Regions from separate parts of the Mus musculus genome. Here region 1 is linked to region 2. Evidence: chromatin contacts called from public Hi-C data. All regions are on one chromosome and are shown on one strand. Each heading gives the region's core, a stretch centred on a gene start, on an enhancer-like site or on the middle of the called end of the contact. The rest is flanking DNA. Distances are from core to core; before and after follow the strand shown.

Region 1 (6,109 bases), core at 478-2,977, 49 kb after region 2:
AGGCCCCTCAAGGCCCTCTGGGAGTCCACTGAGCTCAACTCAGGCCCAAGTATTTTTGGTGGGTGAGTATCCCCATGTTTTATGAATGAATGAGGCTCCTCCCATTCCAGTAGCCCACCTTCAGTCAGAAAGTAGGTGCCATCTTCTAGGACATGATCCGGCAGGATTTTGCTTGGGGAGCTGAAGAGGGAAGAGCTGACTCCTAAGATCTCATTCAGGTAGTCTGCCACATGCCAAGTATTGATCTGGGAAGACCCCAAAGCCAGCGGGCTCCCTGCAAAGGATCATGGCACTCAGGTATGCAGTCAACCCCCAATGTAGCAGCAAGCTTTGAGGAGATAGCGTCAGACACTGGGGAAAGGAGATTGCCATTCGGAGTCAAGGTGGTATAGAAAATTAAAAGGCACATTGCCTGGCAACACATCAACAACAAAAGAGGAAAAATCATCACAGTATGCCAGGGCCAGCAGATTGACCGTAGTGACCCAAAGCGACGTGTTTAAAAGGTTCTGCAGTAGCTGGCTCAAGGAAAAGCAGGGATTGATTAGCAATGCCTGGCATAGCAACCAGGGGCAAAATGACGCTAGGCATAGTGTTTTCCATCCCTGTGCTTAGCAGTTCCCCAGTCTTCTTCCTGCTTTTTTCTGCCATGGAAATCCTCTGGTGAGAAATGTTCAGAAGGCTCAAAGCCTACAAGGAGAGGACTTGTAATCACCATTGGGGCTGTCCTCGGAGGTCCAAACAGGAAGCCAGGGGTCAGAGTCTGGGGCTTCTTTGTCTGCCTCACTGGAAGTACACAAGAATAGCTTCTGCCTGCAAGAACTGGAATCAGAGGAAGACACAGAGCGCTGGACTGAGCTCACATGGCTAATTGCATGAAACTCCAGGGAATTCAATCAGCTTAGCTTCTGCCCCCACGGAGCTTCAAGGCTTGTGTGGAAAATGAACTGGTAAACAGATGCTGACAACAGAAGGGAGCCTGTTGGGGAGATTCTAAGGAAGACAAGAGGGCGAGTAGGAGAGTAGGTAGTTTCCCAAGTAAATCAGAAAGGCAGATACTCCAAGTAGAGGGACAAGGTCAGCAAGCTCAGAGCAGGTTGTGTGGGGACTGAAGAACATTTAGGCTGTTTAGTGGAAGACTGGTGGTAAAAGCAAGAAAGGGTGACATGGTGAGACAGGGTCACATTCTCCGATGCCAAGGAAGAGGTTTGGGCTCTACCTTGGGCCAGGGGTTTTCTAGCCCTACTGATCAGTCAAAGTCTATATTAGAGACACACTCAGCAGATAAGAACAGGCTGGGAGGGGACAAGAGGTATGGAAGATCAGCAGGTGACAACCACCAGTTTAGAAGGTGGGAAGCCAGACCTGCCCAGGAGCCTGCACCAGTCAGCATGAAGCCGGGCCCAGAGTGCCATTCAGAGAGCCCTGACAGAGAATGTGAAGCCACTTCTCATAGTCCGCTGATACAGTCCCAGCCAATGACACCCTGGGGTTTCCTTACCTGACACAGGGCTGTGCCCTGGTGAGGAAAAAGGACCTCTGAACCTTGATGTCAGCATTGGGCTCTCCACCCTGGACTTCTACAGCATGATCACCTGGAGGAGGGGGTGTCAGAGTAAGGTAACTATGCCTGAATGTGGGCCAGATTCCAGGGCTCCAAGACAGGGGGCAAGGAGAGGGACCAGGCATGGTGCCTGGGTGAAGCTGGAGTGCATGAGTCACCCCAACATTGACTCATATCTCTATCAGAAGCTGCCAGCAGATCAGATCTTTAACATGGTGTCACAATGCCATGACAATAAGATCTCATGATGGCACATAAGAGTTCTGGCCCTGTCCCCAGCCCTCTAAGTCTTTTACTGATTTACAACACCACTAGGCCAATGGGTTAGCCCAGTCACTGCCATATGAAATGGCATGTTTAGTGACAAGTCACATAGCTAGCAGAAATATGCTGCCTCTTCTGGGACCAGGGTATTCTAGCACCCCAGAAAGTCTGGATGGTCCTGGAGAAGTGGGGAATTGCATCACTGGAATGAGAATTTAGTCACTACTGTGTCACAAGCACCAATAGCTCATGGCCTGGCCTAGAGGGGGTACATGAACAACAGGGAAGCATGATGGAGAGGGACTGGGTGCTTGGCAGCCTTAGAGGGAGTTCAAAGCCAGGACTTACATTCCTGCCTGTTCTCCTGTCCTTGTGAGGCATTTCAACCCCTTCTCACCTCTGATACAGTGACAGACAAGGGACAGTCTGGCTTCAGAGAAGTCCAGTAGACATATGCTGCCCCATCCCCAGATTTGAGACCTGAGGTGTATACACAAAGGTGACCCCAATCTTGTCCCTCTCTTACAGAGCCTGACACAAGAAAGGGGAGCTGGGAATGAAAGCCCCATGATGTGATAGGCAGTGCCATCCCATTTGGTGATATATGCCTAGGTGATAAGACTGTCCAGAGCAGTCTGTGAAAGAGCACAAATAGACATGCACGTGTACACATGAGTGGGGGGTGGGGAGCAGAGAAAGAACACATGCAAATAAAAAAGGAACTTCCTTCTAAGGAAAGGCACCAACTTAGGATGTCATAGGCAAAGATGTTCTGAGCCATGTCCAAGAACACCAACTGGGCCCCTTGTCCATCGCCTTCAGACACAGATGGTTCAGTTGTGGGGTAGGTGCTAGGGCTGAGGACTCCTGGATAGGTGGCACATTCCTCATTTTCTTCCTTTAGGCCTGGATGTATGGTGTTAGGATTTTCAGCCTGGTCCAGAGCTAGAGAGCGTCGAGGATTATAGGGCCAGGATGGATGCTCTGAGAGAATAGAGACAGGAGTCAGGGGGCTTGGTAGAGGCACTGCAATGCCTCAGAATTTGGCTCAGATAGGGAATTCTTCTGCTCTGGGATGACACATCCCAGAGCATTGTTTGTCCTGGTGCTCCCAGAATCCCAGGTGTGCCCAGCTCTTCAAATAGAGCCCACCCTGTGTGCAAAATTCTGAGGTTTTAACAGCAAAGTGCAGTTGGTATAACATGCCACACCAGGCCACTTCCAAACACTTAGGAAGTCTCTAAGCACCTCAAATAATTGCAGTGTACAGTTGTGACTAGAGACTAGTGGTTAGGCAGGCCATAGTCCCACTTCACAGGTATGTGCACTGAGGGCCTCAAGGGGTTGGGAAGCGAGGGTGTGGTGAGGCTGGGCTAGAGCCAGGACTCTCAGACTCTACACCCCAATCCTGCTACCACCCTGCCTCCCGATGCCCTAGCTCAAGGAAAATATGATGACAGCAGCATCCTACTTGGGCCTTGCCAGTGCTTCTGATATAAGCACTGCTTGGCAGTATCTGCTCAGGCTTTTCTGTAACCTTGAGAGGGGCTGGACTGCCGCCTGTCTCAATGAGGAAGAAATGAAAGCCCATGAAGGCCTGGGAGTGGACTCAGACATAGATTGGTGGGGTCTGACGCAGTGTGTTTCTAGAGAAGGAGCCTACTCTGTAACAGTAGTTCCTGTGCTTCCATAGACCACACATACCTGACACTCGGGTAAACTTCTTCTTTCGAGGTTTTGAAGAGGTGCTCCAAAGGCTTGGCTTCTGAGAGCTGGAGGGAGTGGAGTGTTGCTGCTGTGTCTGGCCAGCAGATGGGTTCAAACCTGGCCCTAGGAGCGGAGAGTCACAGATTAGACCCCACTCCTGGTCTTGCACATCCTCCTCCTCCCAGACAAGGCTTTCCTACCCTGGGTAGGAGGGAAAGTTTTCAGGCAGACGTTACCAACAAGGGAACTGAGGTCTATTGCTGCACAGCCAAAAAGTCAAAGGATAGGGCAGGCAGCACTTAAAGGGTTAAGGCAGAAAGATTGCTGCAAGTTTGACACCTGTCTGGGCTATAAAGTAGGATTCTGCCTCAAAAGTAAAATAAATAAGGAAAAAATAAAAACAAAAGCAAATTAATGTGAAGGATGTTCCCAGGTGGAATCTTCTAGTACTTCTCATGTCCACCCCTCTGCTTTGCCCCACAGACCTCATATTTCTGCTCTGGCCTCTGTGCCCGCAGCCACTTACCATCTGAGTGTTTCACACCAATCACTGTATAGTGCTGGGTAGCTGTGAGCTGCAGCCCTCATGTTGTTTGTATTAACATCTCTGATTCCCATGACAAACACAGAAGGAAATTGCTGGTGGGGTCCTAAATTACAGATTTCGGGACTGAAGCCTGAGAGGCTATGGTCACAGCAGAGTCTGAATCAGGATCTGGCTTGGGAAGGGCATGCATCAACCCACTCAGTGCAGCATCTCCTCTAGTCACATCTGCTGTTTGCATATCCCTAAACACTCTATGTTTCCTCACACCCACATGCTCTTGCTCAGGGTGGTTCTGCAGTCTGGCAGGGTTTCCTTATGCTGTCCTTGAAGGCCAACCTTCTAGGCTTCCTCCTCCAAATTCCAAAACACAGGGTCTGTATTTTGCTTTGTTTCATTGAGACTGGGTCTTGCGCTGTAGGTTAGACTGGGCTGGATCTCATTGTGTATCCTAGGCTGACCTTGAGCTCAATGCAGTCTTCCTGCCCCAGCCTCTGAATGCTGAAGTAACAGGTATGAGCCATTATGTCTGGCTCTCCTACAACACCTCTCTCCTGTACACCTCTCTGATGTAATCCCCTTCCACAGGAAGGGGAAGGTAGCCAATTGGTTTCCCTGACAGTCAGGACAATGTGGCATAAAGGCATTGGAGGTGGAACTGCTTACCCACAAATCTACCTTTGCCATTGCTGCTGTGGAGCTTGAGCAAGGCCTTGGTCATGTCAATGTTTCTCTGGAGGTACTGGATGTAGTGCAGGACACGCAACAGGATCTCCTTCTGTACAGAGACAGGGTTGAAAGTGGGACACATTGCCCACCTGTCATCCCAGCCCCTCCAGAGGCAGAGGTAGCAGGATCATGAGTTGGAAGCCAGCCAGGATGCATACTGTTTGATCCTGATTTGCACAAGGGTCAGGGCCCAGGACAGTGTGAGGCTCCTGGGGAACTGAGACAGGAAGTCTCAAACCCCACTCTCCACACATAACCAGCAATGCAGCATCTGGCAGAGCTTCACCTATTCTGCTGTCCAGCCCCTAACTTGTCCTAGAGAGCCAGCTGAAGACTGAGGGTGAATACAATGGGGTTGAGAGACCTAAGGAGGCAGAGCTGGAGCTCAGGGTCACTAGCCTCCTGATCCCAGTTGTTAGCATATACTGTTCGGCTTCTGGCTTTTTGCTTATACTTAGTTCCCTGTCTGGCCCTCCTTTTTTCATAAGCCCCGTCACCTCCCCATTCTTCCCCTGAGCTTCAGCATGGACACCTCCTCTTCTGACTATCTGGCCCATGCTGGGTCAACTTCTCAGCACTCTGAAACACCCTGGACTTCTTTCCACCTCGACATTTGCCACACTGCTTTCTGTTATCTGTTGCCATGTTGATCTCTCCCTTTGACCTTGAGCTAGTTGAATCATGACTTTAGCTAACTCATTTCTGTATTTTAAAGGCAGAGAATGTTGATGTGGCTCGATTTCTCACAGCACCCAACAGGCTGGCCTGTAGCCAGACATCACCTACCCCACTACTACCATTAAATACTTCCTGAGCTGCTACTGGAAACAAAGCTAAAAGCAGTACAGGCAATATGCCTTCATGGACACACAGCTCAGTTAAGGACAACAGACACTAAACAACTCAAAAATCATCAGCCAGTCATTTTTGTAGCACACCTGTCATTTCTGTAGCACACCTGTAATCCGTGCTCAGGAAGCTGACACAGGAGAATTGTAAATTCTAGGACAATACCAAGACCCCATATAAAGAGAGAGTCAAAAGATAGACTGAGAGACACCTCCCCAACACAAGACACAGTGTGTGTGTGTGTGTGTGTGTGTGTGTGTGTGTGTGTGTGTGTGTTTTAAAAGCCTTTTAAAAAGGCATAGTCAACGTTTGAATGAGATTGTCTTCAAGGGGGTCTTAAGGAATTGAAAGAGAAGAAAGCGTCACTCAGAAAAAAGCAGTGAGTTGTCTTTCTTAGATTGGCAGGTCTAATGCCAGGCTTGGAGCGCAGTTACAATGAAGCCTCTGCTGCT
Region 2 (6,173 bases), core at 3,546-6,045:
GAGGCCCCTGTCCTGTCTCTCTTCCCCCTATTGCCACCCATTGCAGGTGAGGGGAACTCGGCCCTGTCCCCCCTGAATCCAGGAGAGCTGCTGATTGCATTGCACAATATTGACTCTGTGAAGTGTGACATGAAGTCCATCATCAAAGGTGAGGCACCCCTGTTTCCCCAGGACCCAGCTCCCACAGACAGGCAGGGCCTCAGTCACCCACATGGTTCTACTGCATCGAAGACTATGGCCTGATGCCTGACCTGTCCCTTCCCGGTCTCCACCCATAGCACATACACACATGTGCCTGCCTGGGCACCAGGTAGTCCTCGGGAGTACAGGACATCCCTCTTCCTACCTACCCCGAGGAACCCAGGAAGCAGGGCCCACGGAGGCACAGGGCTTCTGCAGACGAGCAGATGGCAGGCCTGAGCTGGGGCGTCAGAGACGTCCATAGTTGGGGCTTGGTGATGCTCTGGCAGGCTTCCTCTGCCCAGGCATCTCCTCCGAGCCAGGCTCTCCCTTCATGCCACAAACCCTGCCACCCACATCTCCTGGTAAGTATGCTCTAGATAGGGCACAAAATTCACAGAAGCTAAATCAGTTGCCAGGGTCACACAGTCTGAGCCAGACTGGAGCCAAACCAAGAAGGGCTCTGCTCACGAGCCTCCCCTGGGAGGAAGCCATCATTTCCCTCTTTCTTTCCTCCTCTAGAGACTTGGCCCAGAATCGGCTCTGTCCCAGGAGGGCCCTGCTGTCATCTATCAGTTAACCTCTCTGCTGACTTTAGGGTAGCTTCTTCTCTGTCCCTGCCTTTCTTGTTCTGCCTGACGTGGCTGCTTCAGGGACCGCTTCCTAGCCTTCCTCAGCAGCCCTGACAACGGGCTTGTGAAGACAGGGCAGAGGAGGCTGCAGGGAAAGGGGAGGGGTATCAGCTGGGATTGTGGGACACACACACACACACACACTTTTTACCATGCTGGGAATGAACCTAGCGCAGCCTCCCATGTGCTAGGTAAGTGTTCTATCTCTATCCACACACTTGCTTCTTGATCCTTAAATGCAATGAAAATAACCTTGACTCTATAGCAGCCCATTCCCAAGGGCAGTTTGAACATAATTGGAAGGGATTTAGAAACACAGCCATCGTGGATCCAGAATAGAAATCTAGTCACAAAGAGAGAAGAAAGGGCCCTGCCAAAAGTCATGCGGATGGCTGAAGACAGGCATCTACCTTGCACAGTCTGGCAGTTTCTTTGGGAATTCTTGTCAGTTCACAGCCTCTAGGCTTCCTAGGTACCCCACAGATCTCACCACATCTCCCTTGTCCCATCAGGTGAGAAGCCCTGGCCTCCCTGGGCCCCAGCACAGTGCTGGGGACACACTGGGACACTGATAGCTGATCCAGCCTGGCCAGGACTCAGGAAGGGCTTTCTCAAGTGGGGTTACCTTCAGCGAGCAGACCCAACAGACATGAGCCTGTCAGATCTAGGGCTGAGCAGAGGTTTCCAAGTGAGGGAGGAAACCGGCTTGGCCTCATGCACCCTCTGGGGTGGAGGACAGGCTGACCTTTTGGACGACCTCTTGGGCTGCTGAGTGGGAAAGGCTAGAGAGGCTGGGAAACACAAGAGGCTGGGTAGACAAGCTGGTGTCAGGCCCATGTGGGCAGCAGTGGAACACGCCTCCACAGCAACAGGCACCTCAAGTTCTGCCAGTCCTTTCTCCTCTGCCCTTCAGCCTATGTGTTTGCTGCAAGGTCCCTCCTCTCCCTATGGGCCTCCTCTTTACAGGATCATCCTTGCCTGCATCGGCCTCTCAGGGATGGGGGAGGTGGGCTTTCTTCTTGCTCAATAAAGACTTCCTGATTGACACACTCACATGGCCAGTGGTGTTTGGGGAAGGGCTTCAGAGGCAGCTCCTGGGATCGCCTCTCAGCCCAGTTGACCCTGATACTGACACCCACTCCCAGGAGCTAGACCTCAAGCAAGGCCTGCTCCATGCTTTCTTCAGTGTGACATCTTTCCACAACCTGTGGGCACTTGGCTTGGGTTGGCCCTCACCCCACTCTTACCCCTCCCTTCCCTGTTACTTTCATGAGCGTCCCTCATCGTATCTGCTCTACACCATCAGACCCTAATGACTGGTCAGCTCTCTGGCAGAGACCTGCCTCCCTCTCCTGGGGATTGATTCTAGGGGTACTGGCAGCACTTCCTCCCTCACCTTAGTGGGTTATAGCCATTCTTACGTTAGGGCAGGCCCCAGGGTGTGGCAGCATACTCTGCCAGAAGAGCCTATGTCCTCCAGATTGGTCCAGCGTGCATTATCCTGGGGTTGAATACACCTATCTCAGTCTTCTAGGGGCAGAGTCATTGAGTAGCCTCATAAAGGGTCTTTTGTGATAAAGATGGAGAAGCTTGGTGGGGGGGGGGTCCCACTTAATGGGGACATCCAGGCAGAGAGGATAGGCCACTCTCCGCCTCCTCACAGCCACCAACCTGTGTTTTGCGGAGCGGAATGTGTACACGTCGGAAGTGCTAGCTGTGGTGATGCAGCAGCTGATGGAGCAAAGCCCTCTGCCCATGCTGCTCATGCGGACCGTCATCCAGTCCCTCACCATGTACCCCCGCCTGGGGGGCTTCGTCATGAACATCCTGGCCCGACTCATCATGAAGCAGGTAACCTGCCCTGGCCCCAGGCAGTCAGCCACAGTGGGACAAACCTCAGGTGCCTGGAAGGCAGGGTCCATCTGTGGAGCGACTGTCCTGCTTGCAGTGTGCCCTCACCACTCCCTCCAGCTGGTTGCAGGGTGACACTGAGAACAGTTGGGGATGTGAGAGGTGTGTATGCCTCTTTACCCCACTCCTGGGCACTGCAGGACACACAGCTCAGCTGAAAGCATCCTGTCTTTAACAAGACTAGAATTAGGAATGAGTTGTTTTGGTAAGAGTCTTGCTATGTAGCCCAGAATAACCATGACTCAAATTTGTAATGATCCTCTTGCCTGCTGGGATTGCAAGCCTGCTGCACCAGCTCTTAGACTGGAAATGGTAATTGAATCCGTCCTCCATGCCAAAGCTGGAGTCAGAGCACAGGCTGTCCCTAGGCAGCATCTGGCTAAGGTCCCATCCTCCAGCCTATTGAGTGTGGCCACGAAGTGGTGCTGTCCTAGCATATGATGATGTGCTAACCTAGGGATTGGAGGCGGGGCCCCTTTCCTGTATCGTGTCCTGGTAGTTTGCTGTGAGGAACTCAAATTCCTGGGTAGGCAGGTGTATGAACCCTGGAGTAAGATTTCAAGTGACAGCATATGGGTCCTGGGTCATGGCGGTGTCTTCAGGAAGGAGGTGGCTGGTTGGACCTGTGCCTAACGGCCCCCCTCCTGCCCCACAGGTATGGAAGTACCCCAAGGTATGGGAGGGCTTCATCAAGTGCTGCCAGCGCACCAAGCCACAGAGTTTCCAGGTCATCCTGCAGCTACCTCCACAGCAGCTTGGCGCAGTCTTTGACAAGTGCCCTGAGCTCCGGGAGCCACTGTTGGCCCATGTGCGCTCCTTCACTCCCCACCAGGTAACTGGGTGTGGTAGAGTGGAGCCGAGTGAGCAGGAAAGCTCTGGAAGGTTTGGTTCTATGTTATGGGGTTCTGAGAGGTGCCTTTCCCTTCACCTAGCAAGCACACATCCCCAACTCCATCATGACCATCCTGGAGGCCACTGGAAAGCAGGAGCCCGAAGTCAAGGAAGCACCTTCAGGGCCCCTGGAAGAGGTGAGCGCAATGACGCCCACCTACCTGTGCCTCTCACCCCAAGACGTCCGCTCATTAAACCCACAGTCTCCCAAGATTTTGTCCCTGGTAAAGGAAAATGGCCGCCGACCCCACACACCTTTGCACCAGGATGGAAAGTCTATGCGATGTGCGCTCTTTGCTTTCAGCAGCGCTGAGTGCTCTGCTTTCTCTACCCTGATGCGTGGGTGGGGGTAGGATGCGGGTGTGTGTTAGGTGTACCCTTCCTGAGCTGAGTGCTTCTCCCACCCCAGGATGACCTGGAGCCCTTGGCTCTGGCTTTGGCCCCGGCTCCGGCCCCGGCCCCGGCCCCGGCCCCGGCCCCGGCCCCTGCCCCACGGCCCCCTCAGGACCTCATCGGCCTGCGATTGGCTCAGGAGAAGGCCCTGAAGAGGCAGCTGGAGGAGGAACAGAAGCAGAAGCCCACAGGCATCGGAGCGCCCGCTGCCTGTGTGTCCTCAACGCCCTCGGTGCCAGCAGCAGCCCGAGCTGGGCCCACCCCAGCTGAGGAGGTCATGGAATACCGGGAGGAGGGTCCCGAATGCGAGACCCCGGCCATCTTCATCAGCATGGACGACGACTCGGGGCTGGCTGAAACCACACTGCTGGACTCTAGTCTCGAGGGGCCCCTGCCTAAGGTAGGAATAGATTGCAGCAGAGCCCTGGGAATGGGTCTGAGTGGGTAACTAGCTCTTGACCCACTGCTTCTTGCCCTCTCCCGCCACCAGGAGGCAGCAGCAGTCGGGTCGAGCTCCAAGGATGAGCGGAGCCCCCAGAACCTCAGCCATGCTGTGGAAGAAGCCTTGAAGACCTCCAGCCCAGAAACCAGGGAACCCGAGAGCAAGGGGAACAGCTGACAGCTGCGGGAGTTTGGGGGGAGGGGAGGGGCGGGACGGGGCCTCCTGGAGCTTTGCCTTAACACAAATAAAAGAGGGCGTAGCTGCGCCAGGTTAGAAATCCTGAGGATGTGCCTGTGTTAGACTGCGCCTGCGCACACCGTTTCTCACCCTGAGGGCGCCCCGCGCTGGTAAAGTAACGGTAGGCAGGCAGGGTCCAGGATAGGGCAGCACACTTTTTCCGAGGCATGGGGGAACCACCGCCCAATCCTGACCCCTCTCAAACCCGGAGGGCTTCCCAAGGCTCAGAAAGGGCACGGAGTCAAGAGTACTCTCAGCCTCTGTTAACCATCCCAGAGGATGGGTTGAACCGACCACCTCCGCAGCGGGGCAGTCGGAGCAGTCAGGGCAGTCAGGACCTGCAGGGAACTGGTCTACCCCACTGGCCACAGAGGTCCAGCCTGGTCCCAGATGTTCAAGGTGATGAAGGCACCGAGTACCACCAGTCCATGCCCTTAGGCTACACGCCAGGCTTTCCCATGGAGTTCTCGCAACAGGGTTACCTGGATGATAGCAGGATGATGGAGCAGTTCCCACAGGGCCAGGACCTCTTAGAACAACTGGAGTCTACCTACCAAGGCTCGGCTTCTGGAATCCTGGGCCAGCTCAACTTGTATCCAAGAGAGGATGAGATATTCAGCCAGGACACACAGCACGGACCCTACCTGAGAGACGACCCCTCCCTCCACCTGAGGCCCTCTGACCTGGGCTTCATGCCCATTGTTGGAGAGGTACCTGACCCCGAGCCTCGTGAGCTGGCAATACAGAACGCCAAGGCCTACCTGCTGCGGACCAGCATGAGCTGCAACCTCAGCCTGTGAGAGGAGGTGGAGGGTGGAGAAGGCGGGCAGCTGACTGGGAAGGGCTCTAGCCAAGGCTGCCTCAGGTGTGGGGTCTCTGGATGTCTAAGTTAGCAGAGAGTTGGGGAAGGAATAGCAAGTGGAGCAGACACAGTGCCAACACACACCCCTAACATCTAGTCCCAGCCACTAAGCCTGTTTTTGCAGGAGACTGAACCAGAGAGGCTGGGTTATTTAAAATCACAAGCTAAGAAGGGGGAGGGCCAGTATTCTAGAGCAAGGCCTCTGGTTCCCAGGACCCTCTACTTGTCAGAGTCAATGAGCTGCAGCCACTGTCCCCCTCCTTCCATTCAGTGTGTTATAAAGAATGAACTGTGGATGTCAGATGTGGCATGGTCAGTGAAAAGGACTTAGGTGGCCAGGCAGGGGGAGGGACCTGGGATAGCACCTTGCACATAACAAGAGGTACAGTGATTGAGACTCAGGGCACAGCAAGGCCTTGGAAGGCTGCTGCTGTCTGGGACCACAGTGGGAAAGGAAGTTAGTGACGCAAGGCTGGCTAAAGCACATAGCCGATTCCATCCCTCCCCTGCTAAGAACCTGCTATGGCTCCCTAGTGCCTGGGAGAGAATATTCAGGAGGTGCGGCCCTGCCTGCTGTCAATATGCAATTTCTACTCATTACTTAGTTGTCTCTACCTCAGGCCCC

The links. Hi-C and Micro-C count contacts between places; a contact is called where the count stands out from the background.
Region 1: a Hi-C map of bone marrow-derived macrophages shows a contact between it and region 2, with 49 read pairs. The contact joins the enhancer-like site here to the promoter of Rsph6a in region 2. A contact is called at or near these places in 17 of 39 promoter capture datasets (the C10 cell line, cranial neural crest, embryonic stem cells and 9 more), 6 of 15 datasets of contacts at CTCF or cohesin (CD8 T cells, the G1E-ER4 cell line, the NIH/3T3 cell line and 2 more), 93 of 484 Hi-C or Micro-C datasets (the AML12 cell line, the AtT-20 cell line, B cells and 59 more), 13 of 115 datasets of contacts at active chromatin or transcription factors (bone marrow-derived dendritic cells, double positive thymocytes, embryonic fibroblasts and 5 more) and 3 of 9 other capture datasets (adipose tissue, liver and pancreatic islet).

What each region holds. Positions count from the first base shown.
Region 1 is chr7:19,102,189-19,108,297 of GRCm38.p6, forward strand. Bhmg1 (basic helix-loop-helix and HMG-box containing 1) reads right to left here. Exons shown (of 13, transcript NM_001370811.1): 4 at 4,746-4,857; 5 at 3,533-3,658; 6 at 2,576-2,812; 7 at 1,502-1,595; 8 at 716-822; 9 at 119-274. Among named protein-coding and RNA genes, the nearest start is that of Six5, 11 kb to the left of the region's middle. Within about 2 kb of position 1,728, at least 6 of the 459 cell types and tissues checked have an H3K27ac peak or open chromatin away from gene starts, as enhancers often do. A contact at or near this core is called in bone marrow-derived macrophages and olfactory sensory neurons, where this site is marked.
Region 2 is chr7:19,049,892-19,056,064 of GRCm38.p6, forward strand. Rsph6a (radial spoke head 6 homolog A (Chlamydomonas)) reads left to right here and starts at 4,796. Exons shown (of 6, transcript NM_031255.2): 1 at 4,796-5,482. The coding sequence starts at 4,854. Sympk (symplekin) reads left to right here. Exons shown (of 27, transcript NM_026605.2): 22 at 47-148; 23 at 2,476-2,663; 24 at 3,379-3,555; 25 at 3,656-3,751; 26 at 4,024-4,407; 27 at 4,498-4,731. The coding sequence ends at 4,626.